2 separate regions of the Mus musculus genome follow, and region 1 is linked to region 2. The links are chromatin contacts, called in public Micro-C maps. All regions are on one chromosome and are shown on one strand. Each heading gives the region's core, a stretch centred on a gene start, on an enhancer-like site or on the middle of the called end of the contact. The rest is flanking DNA. Distances are from core to core; before and after follow the strand shown. Region 1 holds the start of D630045J12Rik (RIKEN cDNA D630045J12 gene). Region 2 overlaps Atp6v0a4 (ATPase, H+ transporting, lysosomal V0 subunit A4).

Region 1 (5,224 bases), core at 1,193-3,692, 170 kb after region 2:
TGTCAAGTTGGCTTCCCAAAGCCTGCAATCAGATCACCGCTCAGGTCATCCCTGAAGACCCTCCACCTAGCAGTTCACTCCGAGTGGACACACACATCCACACTTGATTTATTTTTGAGGCCAGGCCCCTGAAGTTGGATGCTACTCACACACTGCTTCTAGCTCTGTGTTTCCTGCCCAGAGGCAGCTACGCAAACCAGAGAAGCAACTTAGTGAAAGGATGCCGCCTTCATCTCTGTGAAGTCAGGTCTCGGATAGACATCTAACTTCACATCTCCTAATTGGATTTTGGATTAGGAGTAGCAGAGAACCCGAAAAGGGGTTTCTAAACAACGGGGAGGCAGTGTAGACACACCCACTGTGTGTCTTGAAGTTTAGCAAAACAACTGTATCTCCTAGAGCCTCTCCAGAATATTCAGATGACCATGTGCAAGTGGAAAAACGCTGGGGCCGGGAAGCTAAGCGTATCACAGAATCTGAAGCCAGACTCTCCTAAACACCTGTTAAGGTCCTCCTCAGTTAAGCTGGGATCATAAAGCCTATAATGTGACCAGGTCACACAGCACCTGGCACACATCAGTGTTAACAATTAGTGAGCTAGGTCCCATGACGGTCAAATCCAGCAGAATCCAGCTTTCTCTGTCGACTCTAAAGTCAAGAGCTCTCGGAATGACTAACTCCTCTCCGAGGAACACTGGACTGGACTTCTCGGAACGAGACTGGGACAGGAGATGCTAGCTAAGGTAGGCAAAGTTTCTGCAGCCACTGCACACACAGCCTAAAAAGAGGCCCACTCTGTCAACCCTACCTCTGCTGTGGCTCCCTGAGGCAGCGTTCCACCCAGCTAGCGGAAATCTCTGGAGGCTTCGGCTGTGACCCCGGCCTGTGGGTCACGGAAAGAAAAAGGGGAATGGAGAGCTATAGCAATTCCTCTCATCATCCAGGCGGTGACCTTGAGCAAGATGCTTCTGCCTCGATTTCCTCCTGATCGAGTGAATGGGTCCCAACCTGTGCTCCCTTAAGTCCGTTCCTCGCTTGTATTCCACCATCCCCTTTGTGGCACTAGTTATAATGCCCACAGTCGGGCCTAAGGGACACCTTCAAATGCGTTCTACTTCCTTCAAACCACTTGGCAGTCCTCTGGCCCTGCTCCCACAAGCAGGCAGGGTTCTGGGCTGCTTTCATGGCTTTTCTGTCTCTCCTGAGCAGTGAGAAGAAGCTCTCCACCTAAACTGCTCCTTTCTCCTTTCCTTTCCTACCCACAAAGCAACCAAGCACGTGTGGGCTGGGGCAATCACAGGATGCACTGTGTCACCTCAGAGATGGTCTCCAGTCCAGTGCAGTGCGTGCTCAGGATGGATAAATAAACATTTCGGGGAAGCAACATGAATTAAACCATTTCCTCAACAAACAAAACCCACCCACACGCCTCATAAATCATGTCTCTTAATCCCATGCTGATGAACAGTCACTAAATTGCATCTATTATAAAAACCAACCATGACTCCTTTCATGCCCTGACACTTCAGACTCAAAATATTTTCACACTCCATTGTAATGCCTTTGTGGAGGTAATACCAATAGCTAGTTCCCTGGAAAGATCCATGGCCAGGGCGCTTTCCAAGAGATTTTTTTCTTTGAATGTTCTTTGTGTCCTGGCGCACTGGGGGACACAGCCAGCTTGCTTGCATCTGGGGTAACACTGGGTGTTCACGGCAATGCACAACTGCTCTTCTGCACACACCAGATGCATCCCTTTGCCCCAACAATAAAAGTATCCCAAAACATTCGCTACGCCACATTCACACAACCGTGCACAAACACAATTCCAGTGCCTGCATTTTGCAAAGGGGAAAAAGAAAATAGGCATCTTCGGAGCAGAAACCACCAAACCCGCCTCGGGCAACATGGTTCACGGAAGACTAGGTTGCAGACCTTTTAGCAAGACCGGTCAGAAACCGCTCGCTCTTTTTTCCTTTGGATTTATTCCTCTCCTCCATGCCTTTATTTGCAGGGCCCAGGAAGAATAGGAAAGCATCTCCAGCAAGGAGGGCGAGGGAGCGGTGAAGAATAAAAGAGGATGGGCGGGTGGGGAAGCCAGGGGGTGACGAGCGCGGCAGAGAAGGCGGCCAGGGTGGCGGCCGCGTCCCGGGGGGCTCCGCGAGGCTTACCTGGGGCGCACGAGGCCGGCCCGGCGAGCAGCAGCAGCCAGAGGCCGGGGAGCAGCAGCCCCGGGCGGCGGTGGCGGGAGGAAGGCCCGCGGCCGCACCGCTCCGGCACCAGTGCAACCCTGGCGCGGGGCTCCCGCTCCATGGCCACGCGTCGGCTCCCCGACACCCCGGCCTCCGGGCGTGGGCGCGCTCAGGCCCGGGACGCCGGCGTCCGCTGCGGCGGAGACTGGGCGCCTAGCACCGGCGCGCAGCGAGGCCGGCGAGGCGGGGGCGGGCCGGGCCGGATCCGCGGACTGGGGCCGCTGCACGCCGGCCGCGCCGCTCCGCCCCCTCCCGAGCCTCGCAGCCGCTGCCGGGCAACGCACGGCCCCGCGCGGGGAGGCGAGCACCACCTCCCGGCCGGCCCGGCGCCTGCCTGCGGGCGGCCCGGCGGAGGGCGAGGCGGGACCCGGTCCCCGCCCTCCCACAGGACCCGCCTCTCAGGAGGGCGCCCGGGACGGCGCCGCCCCGCACCCGCACCCCCGGGGCCCTAGAGGAACGGTCGCAAACCGGGTGATTCCGGAGCACGCTCCTCCCGAGCCGCCCACGCGGGGCGGGCAGCAGGTGTGTGTGCGGGGCGGCCGTGGTCCCTGGCAGACCCCGGGCTGCTGAGCGGACAAAGCCGAGAGAAGTCGGCTCTCTTTCCCAGAGCCCGCGCGCTGGAAAAGAATGGGGAGGAGGCACACAGGGCTCAGCCCATCCTTTGCCTTTCCAGAGCTGTGCCACCTTGTTGGCAAAGGTGGGCCTTTGGTAAGACCTAGGCCTACTGCCCTGAGCTTAGTGAGTCTTCAGAAAGGGGCTACTGAAGCTGAATCAAAGTGGACAGACACAAACACACAGATCCAGGCCTTATTTTTTAAAAAAGAAAGTAGCACCAATATATGATGAAAAAGACCTTGTTGGGGGTTAGTTTCCTGGGGAAATGGGGGTGTGGATGGGAGTTAGCATGTGTCTCTGTGCTAAGAGCCAAGTGCATTAACTCTGAAGGCCGAATAAGGTTGGAAGGTCCTAGAACACACTACAATTTTGGACAGTTGTATTTCAGAGGTTGCACCAGCCGTGGTCTGCAAGCCGTGCATAAGAGAAGTATCTTGTTGAGTGAGAAACTATGACAGACAGTGGGAAATGTCAGCCATCCAGACTGGCCAAGGATCAAGGTTGCTCTTCAGTGAGGTAGGCAAAAGACCCAGAAAGATGCTACCCAGTTTTGCTGGGCAAACTCATCTATCTAGGCAAAGAATCAGAAGTTCCTGTTCTGAAAAAAAAAAAAAAATAGGCACCTGTTAAATTTCAGGGAAGATGAGAATCTAGGTTATAAGCTTTTGTTGATGACCCTAATTTTTGCGTTCCATTGTGTCACTTGTCATAAGCAACCCCCATACATTGCTCTCCTGCTCCCCCAGACATATACATTCTTGGAGTTGTCTCCAGCATACCCAAGTAGAGAGTTTGCTTGTCTGAGCATGTTTGCACCCTGACCACAATAGCCCTAGGTATGGCTCCCCTCTCCTCGCTTTTCTCTGAATTACTCACCTGGCCACGGGGCACAGCCTGGAGCAGCTCTTGACATTTAGTCCTATTGTGTTGTTATTTTTTATGAACTTGTTAGTCCACACATACACACACACTAAGTTAAAATGACGTTCTAACATGTTATCGCCCCACACAGGATCCCCCACGGCTCCAGGAAGATTTCATTATATATTTATTGATGGGAATCTATGTGTCCTTTACAATTGGCCTCAGCCTCCAGGAAGTTCCCAACTGCACTAGACAGTGGGAGGAAGAAATCTCCCACACCATTCTGAGTCAACTCAGACACTGCTAGAAATTAACAAAAATGCAACCTTGGGCTAACAGGAAGGACCCCAGGGCATCAACTTTCTAAGGAAAAGGGGATCCCCAGAGTCCCTTGGTCTCTCTGCTCTCAAAACGTAAAACCAACCTCTGTAGGGAATTAGAGCATTCTCCCTCAGTGTCTAGCAAAATGACTCCCAGGGCTCAGCTGGCAGATAGTGTGACTCTGCAGATCCAGCAGGAATGAATGCCAAAGGGAAGCAGAAGTGTGTGTGTGTGTGTGTGTGTACTCATGTGTGTGCATACACAAGTGAACATGCACGCCCCCACACCTAGTCACACCTCTGTGCACATTTGTGTCTAAAAATAGGGATTAAGACACAGCCTCAGAGCATTCATACAAAACTATGCAATGGACAGTGGCAATGTCTTAGCACTTTGTATGACTTGTTGGTACTGGGAGGGAGATATAAAAGGATATAGAAGCATTGGTTTTAAACACCTTTCCACCCAGTCTCATTTTGTGTATAAATAAATGAGAGATGAGCTTTCCCTCAGCCACAAGTGAAGCGCCAACCAGTAGGAGGGAGAGTCAGCATGGGTCCTCAGCAGGCTTCTAGCCCGCTTCAGGGGAGCAGAGGGATGAGGTCAGTTTTACTCATGGGCAAAACAGGCACAGCTCTGGGCCTCTACCAGCTGCACCTGGGCCCCACAGGCCCAAGAGTCTGAGGAGCCAAGGGAAACCCACCAGGATCCATCTTTCCCATGCCTGAATGCCCAGGACCCCGTAATTCCACTCCTTCAGCCCGACTCAATTCCAGAGTCCTTGTGATATTGTCCTGAGGTCTGTCCTCCCAAAAGTGGGCCAACGACTGTTGTGTCTGGCTATGGGGTGGGGGTAGGGATAGTTGTTTGCAGAGGTGGTGATGGGGCTTTGACAGATGGAAAGGGTATCTACACAAATCCTATAGGACAAAGCAAAGAACCAAGGAAAGATATGCTCCAGGGTCACACAGAGTTGGCTGAATGCTTTCGCAACGCAAGGAGTCTTAAATTCTGCCCCTGAACTCAGCCCATTAGGTTAGAAGGAAGGTCTGCACACTAAAGGGCAAAGATGGGTGTTTTATTTCAGAGTTTGCATGCTCATCGTAGACCTTGCTGATACTTCACTGTGGCCGTGAGTTCTTTTCATATGCCCTCTATCTGCAGGGCTCTGC
Region 2 (5,126 bases), core at 166-2,665:
TCAAAAATGAGTAATTAAGGGGCTAGAGAGATGGTTCAGCAGTTAAGAGCACTGACTGCTCTTCCAGAGGTCCTGAGTTCAATTCCCAGCAATCCCATGGTGACTCATAACCATTTGTAATGGGATCCGATGCCTCTTCTGGTGTGTCTGAAGACAGCAACAGAGTGTTCATATACACGAAATAAATAATATTTAAAAATGAATAAATATAACCTAATTTCTAAACCCACACACAGAAGATTTAAATTGTGCTGGCCTATCCAGTAGCCACGAGAATTTAGATTTAATAAGAATCAAACAGTGACTCAATTAGTAAAGCACTTGACAACTGAGTTCAATCCTAGAACCCATCTAAAAGTGCCGGGCACTATGGGATATTCTTGTAATCCGAGGCTTGGAAGGTAGAGGCAGAAGAATCCCTGAAGCTTACTGCCCAGTCAGACTACCTAACTGGTAAAATCAGGGACTCTGCCTCAAACAAGGTAAGTGGCATCCCGGGGGATAATATCTGAAATTGAAATTGTACTCTGGCTTCTACACATGAGCACATATACACATGCGTGTGTGTATGTGTGTGCACACAAAATTTAAATAGCAATCAAAATTCAGTCCCTTAGTGAAACTAGCCAAATTTCAAGAGCTCAACAGCTGCCTGTGTCCCACAAGTACAGCACTGGATAGAGTAGGCTGCAGAGAAACTGTCACATGGAAAGTTACAATGGGCAGTGCCTATACAGAATATCCCATCAGATACAGTCCCAGCCGACTTCACCAGCCAGCTTCCATGCTGCTGCTGCTCCAGCGCGTCCTCATCACAGTGGTTAATCGGCATAACAGTTTGGTACGGGCAAACTGGTTGTTCCACTCAGTTGGCTGACAAGTTGGTTGCAGACTCATCAGGCAAAGGTTGGCCATGAAGGGCTCCTTTCATCAGCTATGGGCGGCTGCCTTGAGGTAAACGAGGGTTGTGGTCCATTCTAAACTGGGAGCAGCATGTGACAGACATGCAGAATTGCCAGCCCCCACTCCCTGAATGCTGCTTTCTAGTTGTGCAATCTGCTACAGCTCCAACCAGAATTGCATAGCAAACATTCCAGGCAGGGGCCTGGGGATTGGATCCACACTGGAAAAATAGAGGCCATGGGCTCACGGCCTGAAGCTCTCACTCATGACCTGAAGCCCTCACTCACGGTGATTAAGTCTTCCAGCCTCACGTTGACACTGGTCAGCATCTCTCTGCGCTCTGCTGCATGCTCTGGGCAGGGGTAGATGGTAGCACGAAACCTGTGTTAAACACATTAAAAAGGACACACGTGAGTGACTACAGAAAAGCTTCTACAGTCCCTTTGCTATGAGGCCATCACTGACTGACTAGACTCAAATGACTAAGCCTTGGCTGAAATGGCCTCCTGTGTGGTCCTTAGAAAATGATTCACAACAGCTGGGCACAATGCCTCGTGCCTATAACCCCCGGCACTTAGAAGGCAGATGAGACGGGAGGATTACAAACGCAAAGCTTTTTCAGAGTGAATTTCAGGCCAGCCTCGGTGTGTACCGCAAGGGGAGGGTGTTTTCCTAGCATGAGTGAGGTCCTGGGTTCAATCCCCAGGACAGCACACACACACACACACACAAACATAAGTAACATCAACATTGTTCTACAGAAAGCTGGACCATGGAGATTACTTTTTCCTTTTCTATGTGCTGTTTTTTGGTGTCAGTGAATCAAATCCAGGGTCTCCAGCATGTCAGTCAGGCAAGCGCCCCACCACCATGCTGTGCCTCCCGTTCAGCCCACTCAAGCAGCAAGCTAGACTAGAAGAACAAGGTATAACCTGGACCAGGCTGTGTCGCTCGCTACTTTGTTACCTTGGTAACTGGTTAGTTACCTTCTCCCTGTTCCTATGCTCACAACTATTGACAGTCGTTGTGTCTTCAGCATCATTTAAAATGATCTTCTGGAAGTTACTCTAAAGTCCTAGTCAACTTCAAAGAGGGCCCAGTCACGGGCATTCTGCATGGCACAACTCTTTATCCACATCCAACCCCAGTCACCATGATAGTGCGACAGTCTCTCACCCGTCACAGATCTTCTTGATTTTCAGCCTGAGCTGTTCTCCTTGGTAAAATATGATGAATATATTCTTTTTAATTTCTTCTTTCTGGAATATCAGAAAAAAAAAATGTATTTTCCTTCCTTCCTTCTTTCCCAGAGTTGGGGGTGGATGACCTGTGTAAACATTCCACCACTGAGCTACACCTAGCAGAACATAAACTATAAAATCTGAAAGCCCCAAAGTAATAGGGATACTGCTTGCTAATCAAGGAGGCCACAGGAGCGTCTAATTCTGCTCTCACCCCCAGGAAGAAGAGCCATGCTCACACCTAAGAAAACACCTCAAAGAGAGGCTCGGGTAATCCAAGTATCAAAACAGCAGTCGCTAGCAGGGCGTCAGAAGCAGCTGTAAACACCTGCATGTTACAGGTTAGTCTATGCCTGATACTTAACAAAGGGAAAGCTGTGGCTGTTTTGACTCACACAGCTGCTGACTAGGTGCTCTTAAGAACACTGTAGGCCAGTGGGTGTGGTGGCACACGCCTTTAATCCCAGCATTCAGGAGGAATTTAAACTTTTCAGGCAGTCAGGGATAAGCAGTGAGACCCTGCTCAAAACAAAGGAACAAATGAAACACACAAAAGCCATTGCTTAAAGTAATGTTTCAGACTGGGGGTGTAACTAGTTCAGTGGCTGAGGGTCCACTGGGCTTGCGAAAAGCCCTGGGTTCAAACCTCAGCAATGCAAACACAAAATTTGTTTGTAACAATGCAAATATGAACTGACACAATGCTCTCAGCTTGTTGTCGCTGCTTTTCATTTGAAGGGATAAAGAAAAACAATAAAACACGTTCCAATGAACTTATCACAGCACTTGGGACCCTGGACTCAGGTGCCACTTCAAAGAGATGCCACTTGTCAGGCCCAGAAGGTGTCATGAAAACGTCACACACCCTTCAAGCCAATAAGCCTCCCTTCCTTGGATTCGTCTTACAGACTTGATTCATTAAGAAGTAAAACGCCACATGCTTAATCCCAGGACTAAGAAGATGAGGAAGAAAGTCTTGAGTTAAAGCCGGCCTGAGGATAGCTACACTGTCTCAAAACAACCACCCAAAGGTTAGGAGCAGAGACACCATAGAGGGTACCCAGAAGCAAGCGTCCAGAGATACATCCTGAAGGTCCCATCACCCAGCATCCCTCACAGTAGTACCCGTACACATGATCGCTTCGGTGGCTTCTCATAGGAACAGGTTAGAGGTGTTCTGGAATTTCTGCAAATGCCTACTTTACACTATTTCCAAACATCCTCCAAGTATGGAAGCTTGCTGGTCTTTTTCTGAAGGTTGAGGTCATCTAGTCTCTAGATCTGCTAGAATCAGGCATCCATTCTGACTTCCTGGCACCTGCTAGGTGACCCTCCGTCCATGAGCCTCTTTCTCCAGATAGTCCCTTTATAAACACTCTCTCCCACCATGATGACTACATTGTCAAAACCTAATTCTGAAGTAGCGGTTCAACACCACAATTTAAAATAACCATAGAAACCGGGTGTGGTGCCCATGCCTGTGATCTTAGCACTTGGGCACTATAGGCCCAAGATGAGAGGTTCAAGGCCTGTCTCTGCTGCATGGACAATTTGAAGTCAGTCTGGGACATGTGAAACTCTACCAAAACACATACATACACACAAAGAATAAAGGATGCACAGGACTATAGGTAGACATTTTCTTATTAAGTGAGAGAGAGCAGAAAAATCATTTCCATATAAAATTATAACTGTACTCAGGAGAGAGAGACAAGCAGATCTCTGAGTTCGAGGCCAGCCTGCTCTACAGAGTGAGTTCCAGGACAACCAGGACTATACAGAAAAACTTTATCTTGAAAAACCAAAAAAAAAAAAAATACATAGATGCATAATTATAACTGCCTTGGTTAGAGAAAAGCAATACAAAAAGATAGTTAAGGGCTAGAGAGATGGCTCAATGGTTAAGAGCACTGACTGCTCTTCCAGAGGTCCTGAGTTCAATTCCCAGCAACCACATGGTGGCTCACAACCATCTGTAATGGGATCTGATGTCCTCTTCTGGTGTGTCTGAAAAGAGTGACAATGTACTCATATACATAAAATAAATAAATCTTTAAAAAAAATAAAAGAAGATAGTTAAAATATACTGGTATACTAGAGATCATTTCGGGGGGGGGGACTTTTTTTTTAGTTACTCACAGGAAAGAGCATGAACACAGAACACAGCCCCCACCCCCCAATCACAAATAATGTGGTTGAGTTTCTCCTGTTGGGTCAGCACATTTCAGATGCACTGGATAAGTCTCACCCTGGGATAACCTTAGCATCTCCTCACCGGATAAATATGTGCTTTTCCCCCCCCTTATTCTCCATTTTATTTTAACTATTTTTTTTAATCAAATGTAACTTAAGATTAATGTTTCAGCCTCTCCTCTGGAAGATTACAGACTTTTGGCTTCTGGGAGTGAAAATCAAGCAGGCTTAAATATTAATTGCAAGGGTAGAGGAAACAATTATCTTATAGACTTAACAGCAATAACTGTGTAGCTTCAGGGAAGAGCCTTCTCATGGGTAACCTGTGGACTGTAGGCAGCAAGCATCTTTTTATCTTGTCAACATCACCTGGGAGGCTGTAAGAAGTGCAGACCCTCAGGCTCCAAACCAGCCCAGCTAGGTCCCAGGTGACCCTGCAATCCGAGTGAGAGTACGCTGAAGCTGGACTGCAGTCGGCTCTGGCTGATGAAAACAGAGCAGCCTCACATGGTCCTAGTATTGTACATTTCTAGAAACAAGATGCCTACCTACACAGTTGGAGGAATGAATAAACGATGCTGTGTTAAGAAGAACTGGTCCTTGAAAAGACCTGTCAAATGTACTAAATTTAAAGGAGGGGGTGAGAGAAGGAGAGAAGGATTAAGGAAAGAAAGAGAGAGAAGAGAGGAGGTGGGGGAGGAAACAGACGCTAGCTGCTTGAGAGAGGGAGGTCTTTAGTGCTATGGACTCCAGGAAGCTCACAGAGCCCTCCTGCAGGCCGGAGTGCCC

The links. A called contact is a pair of places that touch in the nucleus more often than the background predicts.
Region 1: a contact with region 2 is called in a Micro-C map of embryonic stem cells, with 2.1 times the contacts expected there. The contact joins the promoter of D630045J12Rik here to the enhancer-like site in region 2. A contact is called at or near these places in 1 of 39 promoter capture datasets (embryonic stem cells), 7 of 484 Hi-C or Micro-C datasets (embryonic fibroblasts, embryonic stem cells, erythroid progenitors and 3 more), 4 of 115 datasets of contacts at active chromatin or transcription factors (all in embryonic stem cells) and 1 of 9 other capture datasets (embryonic stem cells).

Annotation. Positions count from the first base shown.
Region 1 is chr6:38,251,697-38,256,920 of GRCm38.p6, forward strand. It overlaps D630045J12Rik (RIKEN cDNA D630045J12 gene), which reads right to left and starts at 2,443. Exons shown (of 20, transcript NM_194061.3): 1 at 2,172-2,443. The coding sequence starts at 2,313.
Region 2 is chr6:38,080,841-38,085,966 of GRCm38.p6, forward strand. It overlaps Atp6v0a4 (ATPase, H+ transporting, lysosomal V0 subunit A4), which reads right to left. Exons shown (of 21, transcript NM_080467.3): 8 at 2,080-2,162; 9 at 1,191-1,284. Among named protein-coding and RNA genes, the nearest start is that of Tmem213, 26 kb to the right of the region's middle. Within about 2 kb of position 1,416, at least 65 of the 459 cell types and tissues checked have an H3K27ac peak or open chromatin away from gene starts, as enhancers often do. A contact at or near this core is called in embryonic fibroblasts, embryonic stem cells and myocytes, where this site is marked.